2 separate regions of the Xenopus tropicalis genome follow, and region 1 is linked to region 2. The links are chromatin contacts, called in public Hi-C maps. All regions are on one chromosome and are shown on one strand. Each heading gives the region's core, a stretch centred on a gene start, on an enhancer-like site or on the middle of the called end of the contact. The rest is flanking DNA. Distances are from core to core; before and after follow the strand shown.

Region 1 (7,191 bases), core at 3,522-6,021, 250 kb before region 2:
GTCACTGTATTATATTCTACTAAACATCAAACAAATTAGAACTATATTTGCAATTACTTATCCAACCCTTTTTAATTCCACAGATGTATCACATGTACAGTAGCAGTCTACTAGGGAAGGGACTTTGCATTCAGACTGCCTGTACAGTAAACACATCCTTCCTAAACTCATGTTAAAAACTCCTTTAGTCCATTCTAATTGGATGTCCTCTTGTCGACTGCATCATCCTATGGAGAAAAAAAAGAAGTTAGATAATCTTTCTTAAATATATACCAAATTTTCTCTAAGGTATCTAAAGTCCAGTTCCCTCAATAGCTCATTGCCACTGTTTATTGTAAAATTATAGATATTAACTAACTTTGCATTTGCTCTTGCATTTGTAATATACAGTGGAGGAAATAATTATTTGACCCCTCACTGATTTTGTAAGTTTGTCCAATGACAAAGAAATGAAAAGTCTCAGAACAGTATCATTTCAATGGTAGGTTTATTTTAACAGTGGCAGATAGCACATCAAAAGAAAAATCGAAAAAATAACTTTAAATAAAAGATAGCAACTGATTTGCATTTCATTGAGTGAAATAAGTTTTTGAACCCTCTAACAAAAAAAGACTTAATACTTAGTGGAAAAACCCTTTTTTGCAAGCACAGAGGTCAAACGTTTCTTGTAATTGATGACCAAGTTTGCGCACATTTTAGGAGGAATGTTGGTCCACTCCTCTTTGCAGATCATCTCTAAATTCCTAAGGTTTCGAGGCTGTCTCTGTGCAACTCTGAGCTTGAGCTCCCTCCATAGGTTTTCTATTGGATTAAGGTCCGGAGACTGACTAGGCCACTCCATGACCTTAATGTGCTTCTTCTTGAGCCACTCCTTTGTTGCCTTTGCTGTATGTTTTGGGTCATTGTCGTGCTGGAACACCCATCCACGACCCATTTTCAGTTTCCTGGCAGAGGGAAGGAGGTTGTCGTTCAGGATTTCACGATACAGGGCTCCGTCCATTTTCCCGTTAATGCGAATAAGTTGTCCTGTGCCCTTATCAGAAAAACACCCCCAAAGCAAAATGTTTCCACCCCCATGCTTGACGGTGGGGACGGTGTTTTGGGGGTCATAGGCAGCATTTTTCTTCCTCCAAACACAGCGAGTTGAGTTAATGCCAAAGAGCTCTATTTTGGTCTCATCAGACCACAGCACCTTCTCCCAGTCACTCACAGAATCATTCAGGTGTTCATTGGCAAACTTCAGACGGGCCTGCACATGTGCCTTCTTGAGCAGGGGGACCTTGCGAGCCCTGCAGGATTTTAATCCATTGCGGTGTAATGTGTTTCCAATGGTTTTCTTGGTGACTGTGGTCCCTGCTAATTTGAGGTCATTAACTAACTCCTCCCGTGTAGTTCTAGGATGCTTTTTTACCTTTCTCAGAATCATTGACACCCCACGAGGTGAGATCTTGCGTGGAGCCCCAGAGTGAGGTCGATTGATGGTCATTTTGTGCTCCTTCCATTTTCGAACAATCGCACCAACAGTTGTCACCTTCTCTCCCAGCTTCTTGCTAATGGTTTTGTAGCCCATTCCAGCCTTGTGCAGGTCTACAATTTTGTCTCTGACATCCTTGGACAGCTCTTTGGTCTTTCCCATGTTGGAGAGTTTGGAGTCTGCTTGATTGATTGATTCTGTGGACAGGTGTCTTTTATACAGGTGACTAGTTAAGACAGGTGTCCTTAATGAGGTTGACTAATTGAGTAGAAGTGTCTAACCACTCTGTGGGAGCCAGAACTCTTAATGGTTGGTAGGGGTTCAAAAACTTATTTCACTCAATGAAATGCAAATCAGTTGCTATCTTTTATTTAAAGTTATTATTTCGATTTTCCTTTTGATGTGCTATCTGCCACTGTTAAAATAAACCTACCATTGAAATGATACTGTTCTGAGACTTTTCATTTCTTTGTCATTGGACAAACATACAAAATCAGTGAGGGGTCAAATAATTATTTCCTCCACTGTATGTATAGCTATACACACACACATATATATAGTGGCATGAAGAAGCAGTTGTAGTGTTACTGTACTGTATTTTTAGTAGTGATGGAGAAACTGTTTTGCCTTTTATTTCTTATATTTGTGCTGTGTCTTGGGTAATTAGAGTACAACCTGCTGACAAGGAAGGAAGAAATGTGTGAGAAGATTACTTCCGTCAGCTGCTGATGCCTGCGCAGGCAGTATTATAGAGGATAGGAATAAATATATGGCAGTAAAAAGTACAAAATGCAAGTTTGAGGTTGCAGTTTATTTATGACATTTGATTGTATTTCCATTATGAAAGTGGTAGTTAAACAGGACTGAGTTAAGGGTAGGAACAAAAGGCATTAGTCCTTGGGCTTCCGCCTTAGTGGGGCCCCTGCTAAGAAAATACTCCCAATCACATATTATTACATTGTGCAATAATTATTACATATTTCTATCATTTGTCTCAAGGATATCCAACCTGCAGCTGTTATTGCTTCACAGCTCCCAGAAACACCTGACTGCTTTCCTGCATTGCCTGGGGCATCTCTCTCTTTAACTGTGGCCTTGCACATTGAATAATAATAAATACACCAAAATGATCCACTAATAATTTTATTGATTCTCTTGCAACATATTTGTGGCAGGGGCAAAATATTTCTGGCTTGGTTCCTTTTTGTGATGCAAAAGAAAGAGTAAGGCAAATGATTTAAACATGTTGTGCTCTGAATTCTCTTTCACAACCCGCAACTAGAGCACATTCACTGATTTAGCCCCCGGTATTGTAAGGAATACCAGGATAAAAAAACCTACAGATCAATGAATTTGGCCGCAGTCTGTTCTTTTATTGTGCAATATGCATCTTACCTAAGCCCCTTCTGGTGCACACTGAAAGCTCTTCATGGTCATGCCATGACAATATAATACTGACACCAAGGACAAATTCCACATTGATCAGAGTAGTCAATACTTCTCTTTATATTAGTGTATGTGGGGGTCTGTAAAAGTCTCTGAATGGTGAAATGTTAGAATGCAGTGAATATATGCCATACCTCTCCTTTAAAATAGTTCTCAGCAACATTATTAGTAGCAGATTTATATGTGTATAACAAATATTGTTAGGACAGAGTTGGAGGTAACAAGGGGTAAAGCAGGAATGTAACAGCAAGATGGAGTACTTATGAAGAAACTGAACAATTATGCTTCAAACTTTAACTCTTTTTCATCTATATTTAATGCAGTGGTGGCCAAAAGCCACCTCTCCACCTGCACTACAAATCCCATCATCCTCTGAACTCCTTGTGCCACAAAAGAACTATTTCTGCACCAAAGGGGGAGTATTTATGCACAGAGGAAAGATACTGACTTGCGATTGAATGATCTAGGTTGTTTAACAGAGCAATTCTACTTCAAGTCACTTATTTGCAATGTTTAGGGAATACACAGGAATCCCATTTTGCTTTGGCCAGTAAAACATATTTACAACTGTACAACCATCAAGAGATCATCTCCAGAGTATTATATGAACTGCATTCACTGTATGACTTCAGTTCTGAGCTATTCCTGGTTGCATGGATAATAGATATTTGACTCCAACAGTTATATATATAGATTACTATGCTGCCTTCTTCCTTCTGGCCTATGCCATTGCAGGAGGGGTGTATATTAAGGTGGTGCTGAGAATCACTGCTCAGTCACACAGACAAATACTTTATAGGTGAAAAAAACATCAGAAAATCCCATGACTGATTCTGGTTTATTTTAGTAGAAATACAATACACATTTGAACTACTGGAATTCTTTCTTCCTCTTGACTTTAAATTTGACTCTTTCATTTAAAAAGCAAAGGAAGATACAGATTTTAGGAATAAATAACCATGTGACTAACTTTTCAAAGAGAAGCCTTAAACTTTAAGATGAGGGGCTGGAGCTCAAAAGCAAAAATACTATTATATTTACAGTTTAATCACAGCATTTAAAATAGACATTTCCATCTAAAATCCAATCAGGAATCAACTCTTTACCTGGAAGCATTAAATTATCATCTTGATTTTGCATTTGTAAACTGGTAGGAAAAAATGTGACTTCTGGATACTAAGAGGTCAAGTGCGGCTGCTCAAATATTTTTCTTACAAAATGACGGATTTATTAGACAAATAAGTAGTCCGGCTGAAGCAAAACCCCTAGTGATTGAATTCTGACGTTAAGTCAACAACAACTCGAACTACATCAGTGCTCCAAGATTTAGTCATGATGGTAGAGATTACTGAACAAATAAGAGGCAGAAATGAATACAAATTTCTTCTGATCTGCCCCTGGCTCATTCCCCCCTGACATTCTCCTCCATATGCTCCCCCTATTCATATTGTATTCTAATTAAGTGCTGGCTCGGGTGTTAATATTCCTGGTTACAGACTCCTTTCAATACATCATGGGGATAAAATAAGACTGCAAAAAAATCTTACACAGCTGGAAAATATCGTCTGCGTTGTGATATAGTGGAAAGTAGTTTTATTTAAAAGTGACCCAGGATTTTACATATGAATGAGCTCAGTAATTAGCGGTATATGGGCTTTGAGTTGCTTATATACTGTAAACAAGAGTGCACATATATGCACATTTTCACATACGTGAAATATCTACTGTAAATTGCAGAAACAGGAAGAATCGCGTTAGTGAGTCGGGATTTGTGACTCGGTAGAAGGAATATACAGCGCCCAGCGCTCGCCCATAAAGCATTGAGGGAGCTGTCCGTGGTGCTGAACTCACACAGGCACGGCCACAGCTCTATTTGCTCTGCACTTAACTCAATGGCTTTTATCCAGCCACAGCAAGTGCTGCCCCCAGGACCCCACAATGGGCACACAATCCCAATTCCCATTTTCTCCCAGTCCACTTCGCAGTGATTATTTATGCAGGATGAGCAGAACAAGTATTTTACACCAAAATAAAATTGCATACAACTCAACTAATATTAAACTTTAATGGGCAACAATTCACTTCAAACTGGGGGGGAGGGGGTTGCTGTTATTATACTTAATATACTTAAAAAGATATGACTGATAAATCGTATGTCCGTTTGAAAATAATCCAGATCTCCAAAGCGAATTGCTTTTAATGAGTAGCTACAAGCGTATCCCGGAGAGCTAGAAAGGTGCCAAAGGGAAGCTAGTTAGATATCCAGTGGCAGGAGGGTTGTGTCCAAGTATAGCCATTAGTATTATACAGATTGCATAGGCATATATCTGGGCCTGGATAATTATGTTGTTCACTTCCCATTCACTAAGCATATTGGGATTTTAAGGAGTATCCTGAAGCAAGTCATTGCTCTAACTGGTGTTCTTCACATTTCCAGCACAAAAATAGGCTCTGATCTGTCTGGTTTCCTGTCAGGCTTCTTCGGCTCATCTGTCAAGAAACCAATTTGACTTTATTTACATCCATTTGCGGGTTTAATTACTTTGGTGATGAATAGCCTGGAGGAATTAAGTTACAACCCTTAATGTGAAACGACAGATATATAGGAAAGCTCTCTGTAGATGGACATAATACATTATATTGTGCCTTCAACAGCGGGTGTGTGTATTCAGATTTCACTCTCTACAAATATAACAGAAATAATAATATAAAGCCAATGTGGGCATAATAAACGTGCTAATGTTTATTAGAGGGTAAAATAAACGTGCTAATAAAGCATCCCTCAGTCTTTCAAAGTTACAGTTTCTGTGAAGTACTGCTGGGTCACCCCCAGAAACTGAATACTTGGGGTGAACTTGACAGAGATCCTATTGTGTAATCCCCATACAGAAGGTCTTGCACAGCCGCTTTGCTGTAAATAAAATATTAATTACAGTATTTCTGGGTGCTGGATTGTGCCATTTTGCTACACTAATATGCATATTAAAAATCACTGGCAGAAATTATTTAAACACCATGATCCACTGTAATATGCAAGGGCTATATAAAGGCTCGAATAGGATATAAACCCAAATATAAAATGTTGCCTAATTAAATAAATTCAAACAACTTTACATTATACAGTTTTTAATACAATATTCCAAATTATTTTAGGTTATTTTGCAATTTTAACTTCCATTAAAAGGTGTCCCATTCTATACTCTGCCCTTGTGGTTCTGCTATTTAAAACAATGTACAGTAGCAGAACATGCATATAAGGCTCACTTCTTCTACATAGTTTCAAGAGACAGAACCTGCAGTCCAATTGCTATTACTGCTTTCAATTAAAACCATGAATAATGTTTAATGAATGTACATCGTTGCTATAAATTGCTTAGAATTATATTTTCTTTTATTAGGTTAGATTTTATTTTAGGTCATTTAAGACGCTGATAAGATGATTGACAGATAGATGGATAGATGATAGATAGATAGATAGATAGATAGATGGATAGATAGATAGATAGATAGATAGATAGATGATAGATAGATAGATGATAGATAGATAGATGATAGATGATAGATAGATAGATGATAGATTTTTTTTCCCAAACAAGTCAATTTGTTTCCTATGTAAAAGACAACAGGCTAATATTAGCAGAGATACAGTAAGTGGGGTACTTTTTCTGTTTTGATTAATAGATCCATGTGGCTAACGGCCTGACATATGGTGTGCGAAGCAGCTTGAGATGGATCCTAAGGCTTCCCCTACGGCCATTAACATATTAGAGGCTTGTGTGCAGTCAGACAGTCAGACTTCATCTCCAGCCCAACGCAGAGAGCCTGCAAGCCAGGGCTGTTTGATATAGGTTTTCAATAATGCATCACGCCTCGAATTTAAGGCAAGAAGCTTGTTGTGCGGAAGGAATTGTATAGAGTCATAGCACAATTTGGTGACAAATCTCCCTTTCATTTAAACACACAGAGAATGAACACACTACTCCTTCTCAAACAGTTATTTTTAACTAGAAGCTGACAGGGAAAACTGAGATGCTGAGAAACTCCTCAGTAAAAAAAATACAGGAGCATTATAATATTGTCAGCAGCATCTAAGTCATTATCATATTTATCCAGAAGTGAAACAAAATGGCAAAGATAAACCTACCCACCTGCAATGATGGAGTTAATAATCCCAAAGGGGACTGAGGGTCCTTCTGTCCCACCATGTGCTGAAGGGGCTGTGGGTACAGATCAGAGAGGAAAGGTCGTTCCAGATTTGAGCAGTGACTAAT
Region 2 (6,985 bases), core at 3,086-5,585:
TTGTATCTATAAATACTGACAGGAACTATTCACAGAACTACAAGCAAGTTTGCCAGATGACAGTGGCTAAAGACTTCTGTAACCTCATGGTTGGTTTAAAGAACCCAGTACTATACATGCACCTTAAAGAACATCTTATAACTCAGATTTATGTAATGCAAGGACTGTCCCGCTAAACTTGTGCCATCACCACTCATTTGCCAGTAAAGGTGAAGCTTGAGTTGTGTCCTGGTGCCCATATGAAGGCTGACTTGCCAAAAATACCTTATCATTGGGAATCAACAAACAATTTTTTTCTTTATATCACTAGTTTTGGCATATACAGTATAATAATAATAATAGGAGTCTATTGTAACCCTATCTTGTCTTAAAATGTAATTACCTAGCTTAGGGTGGTAGAACATCAGCTATATTGGACTCTTCTTTCCAGCTTGGCTCTCACTAAATGGAGGAGGAAGGGAGAGGGTGTTGTGCCACTACATCTCTCTGCTGCGGTAATAAAGTAGATAGGATGTCTGAGGTTCTTAAACATGAAGCACAAGGTTCATTGTTAAACACAACAGGGTTGTACTCACAATTCTTTCAATGCAATGATATATAGACAGATATATTCAAAAGTAGATCTTAAACCTTGCACCACTGGGCAGTTTAAGAAACACATTTAGGTTACCAGCTGATGGTCAGTAAGCCCTTCATTGGAACTGCTCAGGGAGAAAATGTTAAGCGTAAATCCCTTTCATTACTGTGATCCCTTCACTTTAGGTGAAGCACAAGGCTGCTCTTTCTAGCTATGCCTGACTATTTTACGCTCCTAGAACATACTTTGACATAGTATATATCTGACTAGACTTCACTCACAGGGTCCTGTGCCCGACTCTCTCTAGAAAGGTAGAACTCTTTACTGGGCCTTGTTGACACCAGGCTCCCCAGCACACATCCACCTTGGTTAAATGATGGAGGCCAAAAAAGTTAGAACCACCCCTTTTCAATCACAATATTAAAGTGTGACAAGGTGTGGTCACTAACTCTATGGGCCAATAACAAAAATATCTCACTTAGATACAGATACCGGGAATTACCAACTTTTAGGGTATTTCCACCATTGGGGACCGTTAACCCAGTGGGTCGCTACACTCTATTTGCAGTTACCTGTTTATATGCTGCCCCATAATACCACTAAGGTTACTGAGCAAAATTAGGGAGAAAAAGCCTGAGGTCGCCTTGCAATAGCTGAACTACTCACTTTTAAGGAGTAGTCTTTGAGGCTCTCTAAGTAACACTTTTGGAGTGAATCCCTCTTCCTGCTGGGTCACTGTGCTCTTGGCTGCTGGTTGCAGAACTATGTTAATATCACCAGATGGCCCCACTGATGCAAGATTTATGGAGTATGGGAGTTGATTTTATGCCTCAACATCACAACCTTCTGCTGTTAATTCATCTATCTATCTATCTATCTATCTATCTATCTATCTATCATCTATCTATCTATCTATCATCTACAGTATCTATCTATCTATCTATCTATCTATCTATCTATCTATCTATCTATCTATCTACAGTATCTATCTATCTATCTATCATCTATCTATCTATCTATCTATCTATCTATCTACAGTATCTATCTATCTATCTATCTATCTATCTATCTATCTATCTATCTATCTATCTATCTATCTATCTATCTATCTACAGTATCTGTCTATCTATCTACAGTATCTATCTATCTATCTATCTATCATCTATCTATCTATCATCTACAGCAGTGCTGTCCAACTTCTGTTGTACCGAGGGCCGGAATTTTTCCGACCTACGTGGTGGAGGGCCGATAATGGAAGCCAGTTTTGACCACTCCCCTTTTTAAAACCGCACCCACTTGAAACCACACCCATGTTATCACATGACCATACCCATATTAATGGTTGTAGTACAGCAAAAACCTGCCATACTCTGCCTGCCCTACCCTGCCTTTGTGTGTGCCATACTCTGCCTTCCCTACCCTGCCTGTGTGCCATACTCTGCCTGCCCTACCCTGCCTTTGTGTGTGCCATACTCTGCCTTCCCTACCCTGCCTGTGTGCCATACTCTGCCTGCCCTACCCTGCCTTTGTGTGTGCCATACTCTGCCTTCCCTACCCTGCCTGTGTGTGCCATACTCTGCCTGCCCTACCCTGCCTGCGTGCCATACTTTCACTGTGTGTGCCATTCTTGGCTGGTTTGTGCCAAACTTGGCCTGTGTGTGCCATACTCTGCCTGCCCTACTCTGCCTGTGTGTGCCATACTCTGCCTTCCCTACCCTGCCTGTGTGTGCCATACTCTGCTTGCCCTATGCTGCCTGTGTGTATGGCACATACAGGCAGCCTACAGTGACACAATGCTGGCACTGCTCCTACAGTCTGCACAATAACTATATATTAAAAAACGTTTTAATTGCAGTACCACCTCAGTATATGTTCTTTTTGTAGTGTGCAGGGTTTATTTGTGGGTTTCTACTGCTCCTGAGGTGTGAACAGGGGAACAATGGGGGTGATTACAGCCTGAGCCGGAGGTGTGAACACTGCAGGGGGGGAACAATGCAGGTATTAAAAGGTGTGAAAAACACAGGGGATTACATATTTAAAGAATACAGAGGGATTACAGCCTGAATCTGAGGTGAGAACCATGCAGGGGGGGCAGTTAATCACAGTACTGATACCATTTAAAGCTTACACAAGAGTAAGCCATCAAAGCAGCCAGACAGGTGGGGGGCCACACAGAGGGGGGTCGCGGGCCGCATGCGGCCCGCGGGCCGCCAGTTGGACAGCACTGATCTACAGTATCTGTCTATCTATCTATCTATCTATCTATCTATCTATCTATCTATCTATCTATCATCTACAGTATCTGTCTATCTATCTATCTATCTATCTATCTATTTATCTATCTACAGTATCTATCTATCTACCATCTATCTATCTATCTATCTATCTATCTATCTATCTATCTATCTATCTATCTATCATCTATCTACAGTATCTGTCTATCTATCTATCTATCTATCTATCTATCTATCTACAGTATCTGTCTATCTATCTACAGTATCTATCTATCTATCTATCTATCTATCTATCTATCTATCTATATATCTATCTATCTATCTATCTATCTATCTATCTACAGTATCTATCTATCTATCTATCTATCTATCTATCTACAGTATCTATCTATCTATCTATCTATCTATCTATCTATCTATCTATCTATCATCTAATATATTTATCTAACTAACTATCTATCTATATCTTTCTATCATCTAATCTATCTATCTATCTATCTATCTATCTTTCTGCGGGCCGCCAGTTGGACAGCACTGATCTACAGTATCTGTCTATCTATCTATCTATCTATCTATCTATCTATCTATCTATCTATCTATCATCTACAGTATCTGTCTATCTATCTATCTATCTACAGTATCTATCTATCTACCATCTATCTATCTATCTATCTATCTATCTATCTATCTATCTATCTATCTATCATCTATCTACAGTATCTGTCTATCTATCTATCTATCTACAGTATCTGTCTATCTATCTACAGTATCTATCTATCTATCTATCTATCTATCTATCTATCTATCTATCTACAGTATCTATCTATCTATCTACAGTATCTATCTATCTATCTATCTATCTATCTATCTATCATCTAATATATTTATCTAACTAACTATCTATCTATATCTTTCTATCATCTAATCTATCTATCTATCTATCTATCTATCTATCTATCTATCTATCTTTCTGTCTACCTATCTATTGCACCCCACTTGCACACACTAGAAATATTCTATTTTCCATGTATAATGTAACATACAGATGTGTGAATATTCCTTGTAAATATAAGAATGTAACAACATATAGGAGTGAAAATAGGGTGAATTGACTGAGGATGTGCATACAGTGTTGTCTTTTTTTTCCAGGTTTTAATTATGTGTTTGTTTGCCATGGTGGCCTAATTTAGTCAAGTAGACGAGCCAACATTAAAAGCTGGTAGGTGAGGTAAGTAATCCCAAGGGTGGGATGCTACTGCACAGAGTTTAAAAGCTACATGTTCAGAAGCACAAACCAAGGCAAATTTGAAAAGGGGTCTACATGATAAACAGTGAAAAGCAAGCAAATCAAATTTTTCACAATTAGTTGAACAACAACTGTGACAGGCGCAGCGCTTAGCGTTTTCATTTGTGTGCTCAAATTTGGTTATCTGTCCTCTTTTATGCAAATGTGATGTGACAGGAGAAGCTGGGAGCATTCAAGCAGGCCGATCACTCACAACAGGGGCTGTGGTCTGTACAGCTGAGAGGCCTGGATTAAATGGACTGAGCGCTGATGGATAAATGACAGGAGCAGCACTCAAAGCCTTCTAAACTGATTTAAAACTTCAGAGGGAGGGCACGGAGAATGCAATTATGTTTTTAAGCAAATTCTTAACTTTCCCTCAGAAAAAAGAAAAAATAACATTATTAAAGCTGCCCTTTTATATCACTTTAAAAAAAAGGAAAATGTGAAAACTGTTTGGATACCGTGTACTGCAAATCCTCTGAAGAACAAAGAAAGCATATTAAAAAGTTCTATTCTACAGAGCAAAATTTAAGTTCCCTGAATAACTTCATTGCATTTTGTGTATGGGAATATTTATATACATATATATGTTTTTACATGTGTTCATATATCCTAAGCTCATGAAATGTCTCAGCACAGAATTGCTGTTGCGCTCCAGAGACTGTGCATTCTTCTCCTGATTGATAATACTGATGTTAAAGACATTCTTCATAAGGGAAAAGGGATTTCTCCGAAGCACTTAAGTTTACAAGAGAACAGAAAGCCATTTTATGGCATCTGTTTAAGGGTCTGCGCTGGTATTGATGCCTGAGAACAAAACAGGTTTAAACATAAATGATTTCATAGTCAAGAAACCACATCAAAATTAATAAAAGAAGTAACTTTCTAAGTTATTGAGTCAGTATCTCCCTATTCTGTTTCCAGAATTAGTATTTGTTAGTATTTGTGTCTTAGAACAGGGATCCCCAACCTTTTATACCAATGAGCCACATTAAAATGAAAAAAGTGTTCGGGAGCAACACAAGCATGGCAAAAGTTCCTGGGTGTGCCAATAAGAGCTATAAGTGGCTATATGGTAGCCCCCTATGTGGACTGGCAGCCTACAGAAGGCTCTGTTTGGCTTTACACTGGGTTTTATACAACTAAAACTTGCCCCCAAGCCAGAAATTCAAAAACTAAGCACCAGCTTTGAGGCCACTGGGAGCAAAATACAAGAGGTTGGTGAGCAACGTGTTGCTCTCGAACCACTGGTTGGGGATCACTGCCTTAGAACCAACATTTTCATTCTTTCATTTCTCCCCCTGTGGTAGAAAATTCTCATAATAAGGGTACAAATATGCTAAAACATTACTGTAATAGTCACCCTTCTCTAACTAGTCTTGGGGTTTGCCCCTAACCACTTCTTTAAAAATACAAGAATATTTTAGGTTGATTAGTCATGATTGATACAGTCCCTGGATGGTGGTTAGGAAGGGGATTACTTGAGGAAGTTCTAGAGCAGGTTCTCCTCTGTGTCACTCAGCAGAGAATTTCCCTAGTTAGTGTATATGAAGGTGATAGCAGTGGGCCACTTCCTGTTTGGCTGATGCTAAGAAGATGAGAGTGGATGATGACAGAGAGCCTGAGGTCAATGACATCAGAGAAGAGCAAAGGCAAGCCAAATAGTTAGGTTATCTAGTAGAAAGCAAGTTCTGTGGAGCTCACTGTAAGTGGTGAGACATAGGGGCAGATTTATCAAAACACGAGTTCGAATCACGAATGGGAAAAATTCGCATTGGAAAAGAAAATTTCTGAAGATCGCAAATATCATGAAAATGCTTACGAAAAAATCGTATTAGTCACGATAATATCGTATTGGTGATCCGAAAGTCACGAAATTTTCGTACCGAACCATTGCAAACAGCGGCAGAGCCTTTCCAGAAAAAAGCGGCGAGAATACGCTCGGAGCGTTCGGGTCTTTGTAAATCTCCCCCATAGAGTTAGGCCAGTTAAATGATTAGCTGAGGCTCCAACAAAGAGAAAGGAGTTGTGATCTCGCCTGTACCTTACCTGTCAGAAATCCAGTGTAGAGGGAACTAGAACTAGAAAAGGTCTTGTTGGCACCCACCTAAGCACAAGCCCTGTCCCTAGCCAGCAACCTGGGAGCTATATAGAATGAACATCAGGAAGATAGGAAACAAGTGAAGGTCATGTAGCTTGGGAATTCTTTATTGCACTGGATAATATTATTCTTGGGACTTGTGTTAACAAATGAGAACTGGAGAAGCTGTGCTAGTGGCTGCGAATAAAGTTATACATGTTAAGATCCGCTTGTTTGGCGAGGTTCCCAAACTAGCTGATCTTTCTCCAGATATGCCCATTGTATTTGGGTGATAATGGGCTAATTAGGGCTAATAACAACAACAGATATATAAAGATATACATTTATTTTAATCCATTAAAAACAATAGCAACCTTATGGATTTTGCATTTTAACGCGTTTCATGCTTACCCAGCACTTAAACATATGCACAGAACCAATACTTTGTACACAATTTAAGAACAGCTAAAACTAAAGAAAATACTACACCTTGGGACTCATTTATTAAAGTACGATCGCTTCCGAATACAAAAAAATCGTATTTTTTTTAATGTTTGCGTACTGTGCATATGTTTTGCAACAAAACTTTGCGACAAAAAGCGTTACAATTTGTGCAACAAAATCGTATATAGTATGAAAGTTTCGGATTCATTCAAGCTTCGTTATCGTGACTTTTCTTGGGCCAGGTTGGAGCTGCACAGTGCCATTGGGGAGTCCTATGGGAGGCTTCCAAAAAAAGGCACAGAAGGATCAAAGTCAGAAAGGTTTTCCCGCCGTTTACAATCCGACTTTCAGATCACCAATAC

Evidence for each region. Hi-C and Micro-C count contacts between places; a contact is called where the count stands out from the background.
Region 1: a Hi-C map of neurula embryo shows a contact between it and region 2, with 2.0 times the contacts expected there. The contact joins two enhancer-like sites. A contact is called at or near these places in 2 of 5 Hi-C or Micro-C datasets (neurula embryo and tailbud embryo).

What each region holds. Positions count from the first base shown.
Region 1 is chr2:125,601,546-125,608,736 of UCB_Xtro_10.0, reverse strand. No RefSeq gene overlaps it. Among named protein-coding and RNA genes, the nearest start is that of pou4f1, 11 kb to the right of the region's middle. Within about 2 kb of position 4,771, at least 6 of the 11 cell types and tissues checked have an H3K27ac peak or open chromatin away from gene starts, as enhancers often do. A contact at or near this core is called in neurula embryo, where this site is marked.
Region 2 is chr2:125,352,936-125,359,920 of UCB_Xtro_10.0, reverse strand. No RefSeq gene overlaps it. Among named protein-coding and RNA genes, the nearest start is that of rbm26, 73 kb to the right of the region's middle. Within about 2 kb of position 4,335, at least 1 of the 11 cell types and tissues checked has an H3K27ac peak or open chromatin away from gene starts, as enhancers often do. A contact at or near this core is called in neurula embryo, where this site is marked.